Regions from separate parts of the Mus musculus genome. Here region 1 is linked to region 2. The links are chromatin contacts, called in public Hi-C maps. All regions are on one chromosome and are shown on one strand. Each heading gives the region's core, a stretch centred on a gene start, on an enhancer-like site or on the middle of the called end of the contact. The rest is flanking DNA. Distances are from core to core; before and after follow the strand shown. Region 1 has its middle 35 kb from the start of Gm39865. Region 2 has its middle 23 kb from the start of Gm14461.

The links. A called contact is a pair of places that touch in the nucleus more often than the background predicts.
Region 1: a contact with region 2 is called in a Hi-C map of cortical neurons, with 1.8 times the contacts expected there. The contact joins two enhancer-like sites. A contact is called at or near these places in 2 of 484 Hi-C or Micro-C datasets (cerebral cortex and cortical neurons).

Annotation. Positions count from the first base shown.
Region 1 is chr2:78,713,656-78,719,083 of GRCm38.p6, forward strand. No RefSeq gene overlaps it. Among named protein-coding and RNA genes, the nearest start is that of Gm39865, 35 kb to the right of the region's middle. Within about 2 kb of position 4,011, at least 14 of the 459 cell types and tissues checked have an H3K27ac peak or open chromatin away from gene starts, as enhancers often do. A contact at or near this core is called in cortical neurons, where this site is marked.
Region 2 is chr2:78,211,822-78,216,943 of GRCm38.p6, forward strand. No RefSeq gene overlaps it. Among named protein-coding and RNA genes, the nearest start is that of Gm14461, 23 kb to the right of the region's middle. Within about 2 kb of position 2,875, at least 3 of the 459 cell types and tissues checked have an H3K27ac peak or open chromatin away from gene starts, as enhancers often do. A contact at or near this core is called in cortical neurons, where this site is marked.

The DNA.
Region 1 (5,428 bases), core at 2,761-5,260, 500 kb after region 2:
GCCAAACACACAGAAATTCAAGAAAGCCAATATGGGGCAATTGACAATAATTCATAAAGTTCACCAGGAAGAGGCCTACTAGACTCATGAATATAGGAAAAAATGACCTAGAAAATACTGCAGGTTGAAGACCAGAGTTAGGATGTGAACATCTAACCGCAAAGAGTAAGACTAGACAGAAGGTCCGCAGCTGTGAGTGCCGAGTGACTGATGTGCATGGGAATGCCAAGGTGTTTGTGCACACAACTGTCTACTCTCAAAGCAGCAGTCAGGTTTGCAACAACAAGCCATAAATCTTCATTGTTTCACTCTTCATAATCCTCAAAAACAACTTTTCTACCTTGATTCTTCCAATGAAATAAAGGTGTAGTATTTTATGGGCTTCTGTTCCAATTCAGAAAATTTACAGACCCCCTCAGGTAAGAAGAGAAAGCCCACAAGGTACAGTGTCAAGCAAAGTCATTGTCTGATACCAAATGTTTACAAGAAAGAGGCATTTCCCTGCCACTGTCTCAAGTAGACAGGGAACGAGCTGCAAGCGTGCAGTTACCATTCCTGAGGGCCCCTGACTGTCATGCACACAGCCCCACCTTACCAATCCTTCAATTCGCTACAGGATGAAGCTTCTTAAGAGCAATTGATTTTGACACCCTGAGCTGCAAACCCGTTCTGCTAACAACTTCAACGGATCCAATCCAAGGAGCGCCTTGGTCATGTTGCTCACAGATGCCATTGCCAGTTTAATTAATGCTTTGGACTGCACAATCTTTCAGAGAAGTAGTTAGTTCTAAATTTAACAAAAAGCATGCACCATGATTCAAAATGTTAACACATTGGATTTCTTTCGCTCTTCCAACAGTCATAGCAACTGACACTTTCAAATAGTAGCCTCAGTAAAGGCATCCATGAATAAAAATATGGAAAATTCACTTCCCCACAAAAGAACAAGGAAACAAACAATCCAGAAACATAAAGACAGTGGCCAGAGAATGGCAAAAGTTGGCCTCTGAGACTCTGGGTGCTCAGTGGAGACAGAGACTATATTTCCACTTCTCTATCATAGCATATTATTTACTTCCAGGGCCCTACCCCCTTTTTGTATATCCTTTATATATATGTGTGTATATCCCAGGACTTACTTCTTTCCTGCCCAGCCGAGTTTTCAGCACAAACTTCAGCTTCTCCAAACTTTGGAGTTCCTAACTTTTTGCACAGTTAATGCGCATGTGGTGAATGATCAAAAGTACCCCACCTCCATAGCCATCAGTGCGTTTGTTCCTAAAAGTAGGCATTCTTATTGCACAACCATAGGGAACTAGACTGTTATCACAGATAAGTCATCTGGCCTCCAAAAGGCCTTAAAAGACAACAACCTAACCTTAGCTCTCCTTAGCAACTCTCTTTTTCTCCTCCCTTTATCCACAGCCACAGCCTTTCAATGTTCTCTGTTAACGACCATCCAACCCTGCTTCTCAAACATCGGAGCTGCTTAAAATCCTGGGGTGAAAATGAGATGAACTGAAAACCAGGATCCTGAAGCTAGAACAGTTTCAAGATTTGTTTTTCACATTTGCTTTCTTGAATTCTTCCTGTCGTACTCGCCTACCCTGCCCTGGCTTTGTCCACATCTCGAGTGATTACCCATCTCGAAGATTTCTTTCTCCAACCATTTTTAATCCCTTTGATCTTCAATTGTTTCTTCTTTGCTAGCTCTTCTCCATTTTACTTGGCAATATGTACATGTCCTTATGAGCACTTGATCTAGAGCTCTGTGCCCCCTACCCCAATACATCCCTTCACCTGCATACATAATTGTTTGTTGTGATTACAGAGGCTCCCTGCATAGCATGTGAAAATATAAGAACATGTGCACTTAAATAAAATTTGGTTTAATATTAGAGTCAATGAAATCATTATGGCCAACCTCCTACCATATTAGCACATTATTCTTAGAACGTTATGCCATTTATTTGAGTGCCTTGTTACTTGGCTTTGTAATTAATTTTTAACATAGCTTCAATGCTGATGTTTTCATTTTCACTCTTGTAGTATTATATTCAGCACTGATTTTTCTCAAAAACCATTTTATGCCCATGTGGCACCATATTTATTGCTGTAGTGACATGGTTTAATACCTAAACTATAGTGGTAAAACAGTACTTCATAGTATTTGTCAGTTCAGTGTACAAATATCAGGACTTAAATCTGAATTATTTTGATGACTGGGAAGTTGCATTTCTTCACATGTCTTTTTTATGCTGCTTTATTAACCATTTATGATGATCATGCATCCCTATCAAAGGCACTAGTCTTTACAAATCATTGTTTCACTTTTAAGAGTCCTTTAATTCAGGTGCTATTGTACATACAGTTCTTTTCAATTTAGAATGTCAACATTTCTTTTAGATTCATTTTGTTGCCTTTATGCATTGTAAGTACTTCTTCCAATTTTTTCACATGATTTTGTTCTTCAGATATGCTTCAATTTGCATTTCATTATATCTCCATTGTGTGTGTGTTTTTCCTGGAATGCAGTGTGAAGTAAATGTCAGTTTAACATCATGTTTTAATAATAATGGTCACTAAGGGTTTATGAAGCCCTTCTGTCTCCTCTAGTTGGGATGTCATCTTTATCTTACTCTCTACTCGCACACCCCTGCCCCGCCCCCGCCCTGTAGCTCTCTATTCCTGTCCCGGCCAGGCTGTTTCTGTCTGATAGCTTTCCAGCACTTGCAACAGGAGGCACCAGGAGAGAAGGAGTGGAGGCAAAGCTTTGCTACCCCTCTGCTGTGTTGGACGAGCGCTGTGCTGCTCCAGGCTCTCTCTCACACGTACAGGCTGACCATGATCTTCCCTCTTTAGACATCTGAGCCTTTGGGTCTAGGACTCCACTTCTCTCTTTATGACTACAGCCCAAAGGCACTGCAGCTATCTGGTGATTTCTCAGACTCCTCTCAACAGGGCAACCCATTCATTATCTATACAGAGTTCCCTCTGCTTTAAATAGTCATTTAATTTCAGTTGTTCTGTTTGAAACAAAGTAGGTCCTATTCCTATATGTATATGTTCTTTCTCTCTAGGGAATACAATTTAATAATTGTGACATCTTTCATTGTACTGATCTTTCAAAAATGCTATTGTCTCTTTGGGGAAAATAATTTTTCAAGTAAATTTTAGAATTCTATTTCATTTTCGTTTTATTTTTTAATTTACATTGGTGTTCTGTCTCCATGTATGTCTGCGTGAGGGTGTCAAATACCCTGGAACTGAAATTACAGACAATTGTGAACTGCCATGTGGGCACTGGGATTTGAGCCTGGGTCCTTTGGAAGACCAGTCAGCGCTCTTAACTGCTGAGTCATCTCTCAAGCCCCTTTATTATGTTTTAATAATGTGATTATAGGTATATTTACATAAAGATACAAATATAAGGTTCAAAATGTTTGCTAATTACTTATAATAAAACCAGTAAAATCTGGAAAATAACCAGTATTAAATAAATTTTATTATCTCTTATATAAAAATATGATGTATCTTTAAATACATATATTACACATACTGACACGGATGCATGAATTTCTATAACTCTGATGAAAACCTCTGTGACGATATCCACTAAAATTAAATATGTGAATTCTCTTGCTACCCAGCAATTCTGCTTCTGTGTAAATAGCAAACAGAAATATGTGACTATATTTTCAAAAAGGAATGCATAAGAATGCTCCCAGCAGCTATGTTTATGATATTCTCACTCAGATGCAACTCATGTATCTCCTAAAAGCAAAAAGCACAAATTGTTTTACATTCATGTAATAATGTAGCATTGCAATGGAAAAGAAATCCAGACTAGTAAATGACATAGATAAATGTTGAGTTCCAGAGACCAAGCACAGAAAAGCACTGCATGATTAAATTTACATAAAATTAAAAAATGAGTAACAGTAATTGATGCCAAAAGAAATCACAGTAATGACTTAGGGATTATGAATAGAAAGGGACGCAAGGGAGGTTGGCATCTACATTCAGTGCATGAGCTGGAAAAGCTAGGCAGCTCTGGGGATCCTTCTCTCTCCCCCTCCTCTGCAATAAAATCACAGGTGTGCATCTTCATGTCCAAGATTTTACTTAAATCTGGGGATCCCAATTGAGATCTTTTTGCCATTTTTAGCAGGTACTTACGAACTGACCCAGTCCCTAGCTCCTGTATGGTAGATATTACATTTTAAATGTTTAAGGCCGAGCAAGTTGTGGGGGTGCAGGCTGGATATGGTGGTACACACCTAATTGCAGCACTCAGGAGGCAGAATTAGGCAGATCTGTGAGTTCAAGGCTAGCCTGGTCTGTAAAGTGAGTTCTAGGACATCCAGGGCTACAAAGAGAAACCTATATTGACCAAATTAAAAAAAAAAAAAGTAAAAAAGGTTAAGGTACTTACATATGTATTGATACAGAGTGAGGTAGGAATTGCCCTTCTAGGTTAAACAAAATAGTTGCTGAAAAGTGTATAAAAAAGGGTCCATATGTGTAAAGCAAGGATATATGCATATATTTATAAATATATATTCATGTATAATTCATGTATATATACATAAATAGCAAAGAGATAGAAGGACCTTTTTACCTATTTCCTCACAAGCGTGAAACATTTTTATAGTAAAATTATTAATTAAACATTCAGTGGAGTATTTATGTTAACTTTTATTAAAACTATAATTTAAAAAATAATTACATCTTACAGTTTTGCTACTTAGCCAGAAATACGGTATTTCTTTAATACTCACCCCAACCCCCACCAAACTCTTAAAGTTTCTATGAGAACCATGTCTCTCTAAGGGACACTCCTTATGTTCTGTATTATTGCTTTTGTGAATTAAATTGTTAAATATTTAATTTTCTCAACAGATAAATCTAACCTTTCCTCTGCCTCTTTATTCTCCACTCATTTCTAACCTGTTCAACCTTAATGAAGCTGTTCTGGCAGAGATTATCAGTTGCTGAGCAAAACAGATGGCTGCCTTTTCTCAGCATGGCACTTCCAGATAGTCACTAATTCATTAGCTCAACAAATATTTGTGGCTCCCTTGATAAATGCTACACAGTGTGCCATACACTGAAAGTTCAAAGGTAAACACAAGGCCTGCCCTCCAATCATCTGTAGTTAATGCAACAAACAGTCAATCATGCTGACAAGGCACTCTGATGGGCTGAAGCTGAGAAAATTGCCCTGTTCCATGGATGGACAACAGAGAGGCATCTGTCCAGACGTGGATTGTTAGGAACTACTCAGAACAGATGTTGTAATTGAAATAGACTCATACGAGGTCAAGGTGAGAATGAAGAACATTCTAGACATGGATAAAAATCATTTCATCATCTGCTGAAGGTCAACAAGAAAGTGAGAAACTTGCTTAATGAAACCAATAATTCA
Region 2 (5,122 bases), core at 1,625-4,124:
GCCTTCTAAAGACATGCCTCACTCTACTGATTGCACATAATTACTCTGTCAAATTCAGTTTCTGTATATGATACCAACTACCCTCTATCATCTTTTTCCTGGTGAGCGAGTATATGTTTGTGCATTATCTTTCTCCTCTCACACATGACAGGAATATTGTCTGTCTTGTTCACCACTGCATGGGTAGGTCTTAAAATTACACTTTCACCTTTCACATACCCAACAAATATTTGTTGAATACATGAGGATGTACTATTTTTAAGGTTATAATTTGTAGAACGGATTGCATTTGCTTCTTTCTGTAGGATGCTATAAAATATGCACAGATCAAATTCTGGCTACTTGTTAGCAGAGATGTAGAACTGCAAAACATGGTTTTCTGACATCATTTCATTTAGTGGTGGTGTTTGTTTGTTTGCTTGTTTGTTTTTGTTTGCTCTAGCTTTCCTGCCTTTGCTTTTCATTTATAACGATTTCTTTTTCTCCTTTTTGTTTAGTTTAAACTTATACTTCCAGTCAATCTTAAGATTAAGCATACCCTACACAGAGAAACCCTGTCTCAACCTCCCCCCACCAAATGAAGATGAGGCACATCAAAAATTAGGTAATTCCTATTGAGATTATTTTGACACTCCATGAAGTCACATGTATATTGACAAATATCAAAAATCACTTCTAGTCTCACACGAGGGATCAATAGTCCTCAGCACTCAATCAAGTATCTGATACATTTCACTCCCTATGTTTACTTAGGCAAATGCTTAAGACCTGTTGGCTTGGGATGGCAGGTGTACTTTAGGCACAGTGGTATTCTAGTGTGTACAAGGTCCAGTGTTTGGTCCCTGGCACTACCAAGCAACAACACAATTCCTTTGGGTACTTCTAAGCTGAAACTAAATTCAGACACTCAAAGTAGGAGTTTTGAAGCAGACATGAATGAGCTTGTTTGTTTTGTGTCTAAGTTTTCACCAAGTGGTATCAAGTAAGCACAAATGAGCAACTCGTATTGGGTCCTATGCAGCTGGGGTCTAGAAACCTGACTAGTGACAAACCATGAGGAAATGAAGAAAGGAGAGTGACACCAAGAAAAGAGCAGACACGTGGACCAAAGGAAGGACTGGGGGCAGGTGGGTGGTGTGCATTCTGATGGAGTGGCAGCAAATACTACAGCATCAGCCAGGAATCTGCACATTTGTTATCTACAGCACAGGAGCATGGGTTAGCTAGTCTCTGCAAGAAACACCCAGACAGCAGTCTTAAGTTGGAACCATCAGGGAAGAGGAAGCTGCAGTTTCTGCTTTTTGCGTGCATTGTTCAATCATTCAGAAAGCACTGGCATTTAGACCAGAAGACTTGAACATCCTGAGCCTGACCCCTACACGGAAGGCTTTGAGTTTTCACATGCATTTGAAGCATTTTAGTTCTTGACACGGCTGTGTCCACATCAACGCTAACACTTTTTAAGGATTTCGTCCACTAAATCTTGTGAGTCTTCTCTGGCTTTCTTTACCCACTTTAGCTTGAAGGCAGCATGGAGGTCAGGAATCAGCAGGTGTAAGCGCCAGTGAAAATGGCTCTAACAGGATGCAGAGGAAAGCAAGCTCCAAGGGCCAAGCTAATTCTGTGAAATGCAAGTTAATGTCTACAGACACATTTAGAGCTTCGTTTTATGCCATCTAAAATAAACTGCAACAAAATCTGCCTTGGTACATCAAAAGATTATCCATCTTAAAAAATGGAGGTTAGTAGCCCAAAATAACAGTAGAAAATGAAGTTATATTTGTGTGAAATTTTAAGCGATTTCATTACTTCTAGATACATGATATTACTTTCTCTAATGCACCTGTGAAGAAAGTAGGGTAGATATTATTAATTTTCAGTCTATAATCTAAAAATAGACACTTAGGTGTGAGGCAATCTGTCCTGTCTCACAGGTAGATCCGGCACAGCAGGCTTCTGATATTTTCTTATTTTTCCTTTAATCATCTCTATATTCCTCCCACGGGCCAAAGCACACCCTCACCTCTTTGCCTCCGTGTTGAAGTTCATGCTTCGAAACCAACAGACTACCGGTTCCATTCTGTCCAGGTTTTACTGATTACTGCATTCAAAGCACTCTTTCTGCTCTCCAAAGCATTCTAGATATTGTTTTCTGTGTGCGACTTACTGGGTGTTGACGTCATGCTTAAAATAGAACCAAAGATGCTCCAGCTACTGAATCTGTGTTTTGGTCAATTGAAAACATTTTTGTCGTTGTTGCTGTTCATTCTTTTAAACTTGCTGATTTCCAAGGCTTTCCCTCAGTTAGTGAGTTTTTGAAAAAAAAAATGTTACTGTTTGTCTTTAAATTCCTTTAGGGAGTTCAATAGAATGCCTATAGTAAGTCCATACATACACAGTATCCACAGACAGGTAAATATGTTAAAGGTCAGTAATAAAGTAGTTTTTGTGTCATTGCTCCACAAATGGTGTCTGTCTAAATTACCCAGTTTTGTCAGCTGATGGTCCTGACCGTCTGCTTTACACGCATCACACTCTCAGCGTGTTGCTTTAGGTTGCAGCTGCTTTGTGTTCACGTTCTCAGTTCTGGTCACATCTTAAAGGTATGGTGATGTTCTATTCCACACGTTCCTATTTTTCTACTGATGTGGAAGCCTTCATTTGACAGGGAAGCTATTATTCCTTCTTCATCCGCATGTAAATTCTCGGGTTCCCAATGCCATGTTCGTATTTGATCTTTAGCATGCTCAGACACGAGAGATGTCATCATGAGCTCCCTCGTCTCCTGAGAGTTGTTACAAACTTAGTCTAAGGCTCCCAACTCAAGGCCGGCATGCTTCCCGTAATTGCAGCAAATTCTTGGCAGTCAACCTCGTCAAGCCCCTCATTCTGTCTGCTGCTACATTTGAGAATGCTGCCTTGTCATTCATGTGCAGAGCTGAGCCTTCTCAGGGTTTTTTTTTTTTTCCTACTAGCAGTGAGAATTTTATGAATTTTATAGACTTTAATGAAGACTTTGGGGCTCTTTTTAGAAACCCCATTGCACATTACAAAACAGCCTTTTTTGTTTGTTTTTGCTCCACATTCTCATCTATTTCATGCCTCTCTCCATTTCTCTCTCTCTCCCTCCCTCCCTTTCTCTCTCTCTCCCTCCCTCTCTCCCTCCCCCTCTCTCTCCCTTTCTCTCTTTCTCTCTCTCTCTCTCCTTCCCTCCCCCCTCTTTCTTTCTTTCTTTCTTTCTTTCTTTCTTTCTTTCTTTCTTTCTTTCTTTCTTTCTTTCTTTCTTTCTCTCTTTCTTTTCTCTCTATCCTGCTTATATTTTTAGCTTGTAAAACCATGAATTCCTCCAGTTGGGATAAATGTCACAAAAGACCCTGCAAATGCGAACCCACGATACATCAGTCTACATTATTAGACCCAAGCAAGTTTCCACAAAACACTCTTTTTGCTGCAAAACTACCTCCCCTGGTCATTTGAAAGCTCCCAGAAAAATGTTAAATTCATCAGGACAGATCGTCCAGTCCATTCTCCTCCTGTAATGACAAGAACACTGAGAAGCAGTGAAGTGTCTTCTAAGGACACACTTACTGAAGATGAAAATCAGACTGCAGACATGTGTGCTCCATCACCATGTTGGAGACATGTCACTGGTCTATGAGGGTTGCTAATCATAGACATTTAAGTTCTCTGAAATTTCAGTCTGCTCACATAGGTTCTATGGGAGTCAGTGTCTCCTACTTGGTTGCTAAGAAAAAACTGTGAAGGGTTCTCTCCACTTTAAGAGTTTATGCCAAGGATCTAAATATCTGGCTTATGTAATCTGATGATCTTTGATGAATAAAAATGCCAAAAAGATGTGCTTGGAGGAAAATATTAATTATAATAAAGTAGCTTGTTTGGAAAGAGAAAAATATTTAAGTGTGAGAAAATATTAGCATAAACATCTCACCAAAACAACCTGCGTTCTCACTTTTCCTTTCCTGTTGCATAAACACTATTAATAGTGTTGTAAAATTATGATCATGTTGGGGGGGGGGAAGGGATGCTCCTGCTTCTTGCCTCTGTCAATTGTTTAAAAGAAGAATTGGCTGAATCTGCCTAAGGCTCTATTTTATAAACTTGCTGCATCATATTGGTTTATTTATTTTTTTATTTTTTATTTATTTTTAAGGTGGTTGATTCTTGAGATTTGTCAACACCTGGGAGCACTGTTCTAAAGCTTTGTCGCTCAGTCTTTTATTTTATTTTGCAGAAGAAAAACTATATGTTTAGAGAGAGGGCTTTATAAAAGTGTAGGTTCCTGATTGAGTTTTAAGATTTCTAACTCAGAAAATATGGAATGGGTTAATGAAATATTCCTTTAAATCAGTTCCCACAATAATTTTAAAGGGGGTCATTTAAAACCCATCCTTTCTGATATTACAAAAGATATTTGCCTTAGATTTAAATGTATGTTTACAATGTACCCCCTTCTACAATTCTGACCACAAATTCTTTTTCTGACTCCATTTATTTTCTGCTCACTTACAAGGCATTGACCTTAGAGAGTAATAGCAGTTTAGTCTCTTCCTTCATTATGTTATATTTCCTGTTTCTTATTGATGTTGAAATTACAATAGTAATATGTACTTATAACAAATTAATACTGAGAAGTGCTTCGAAGGAAAAATAAGTGCTAACAGACTGGAGGTCAACCTTGCTTGCTCTGCTTACCTCGAGACACCTATTCCCATGTCCCAGGGGCCAGAATATTGGCTGCTGGCATTCTTTGTCACACTAGGTCTTTATCTTTGCCTTGATAAATATGTTCAAATACACACATCCATGCAAATAAGAATTTATTTTTATAAAACACAAGAATATCTTCTTAATATTCTCTTTATATCAGTAGACAGATCTAATTATATCCTTGAAGCATTTTAATGGTTGTACATCCATAGACAAATATATTCATATGTGTAATATTCCCTCTTTTATTTGTCTACTTTAGAATAGTCTTCTCTTCTGCTTTATTTTTTTTTTGGACTGGTGTTCACCTTCTCTCTTGTCCTGTACTTTCTTTCCCAGCATCGTCTAACTTCACCAAATACATAACAACTTTCTTTATCCTTTTATGTATAAT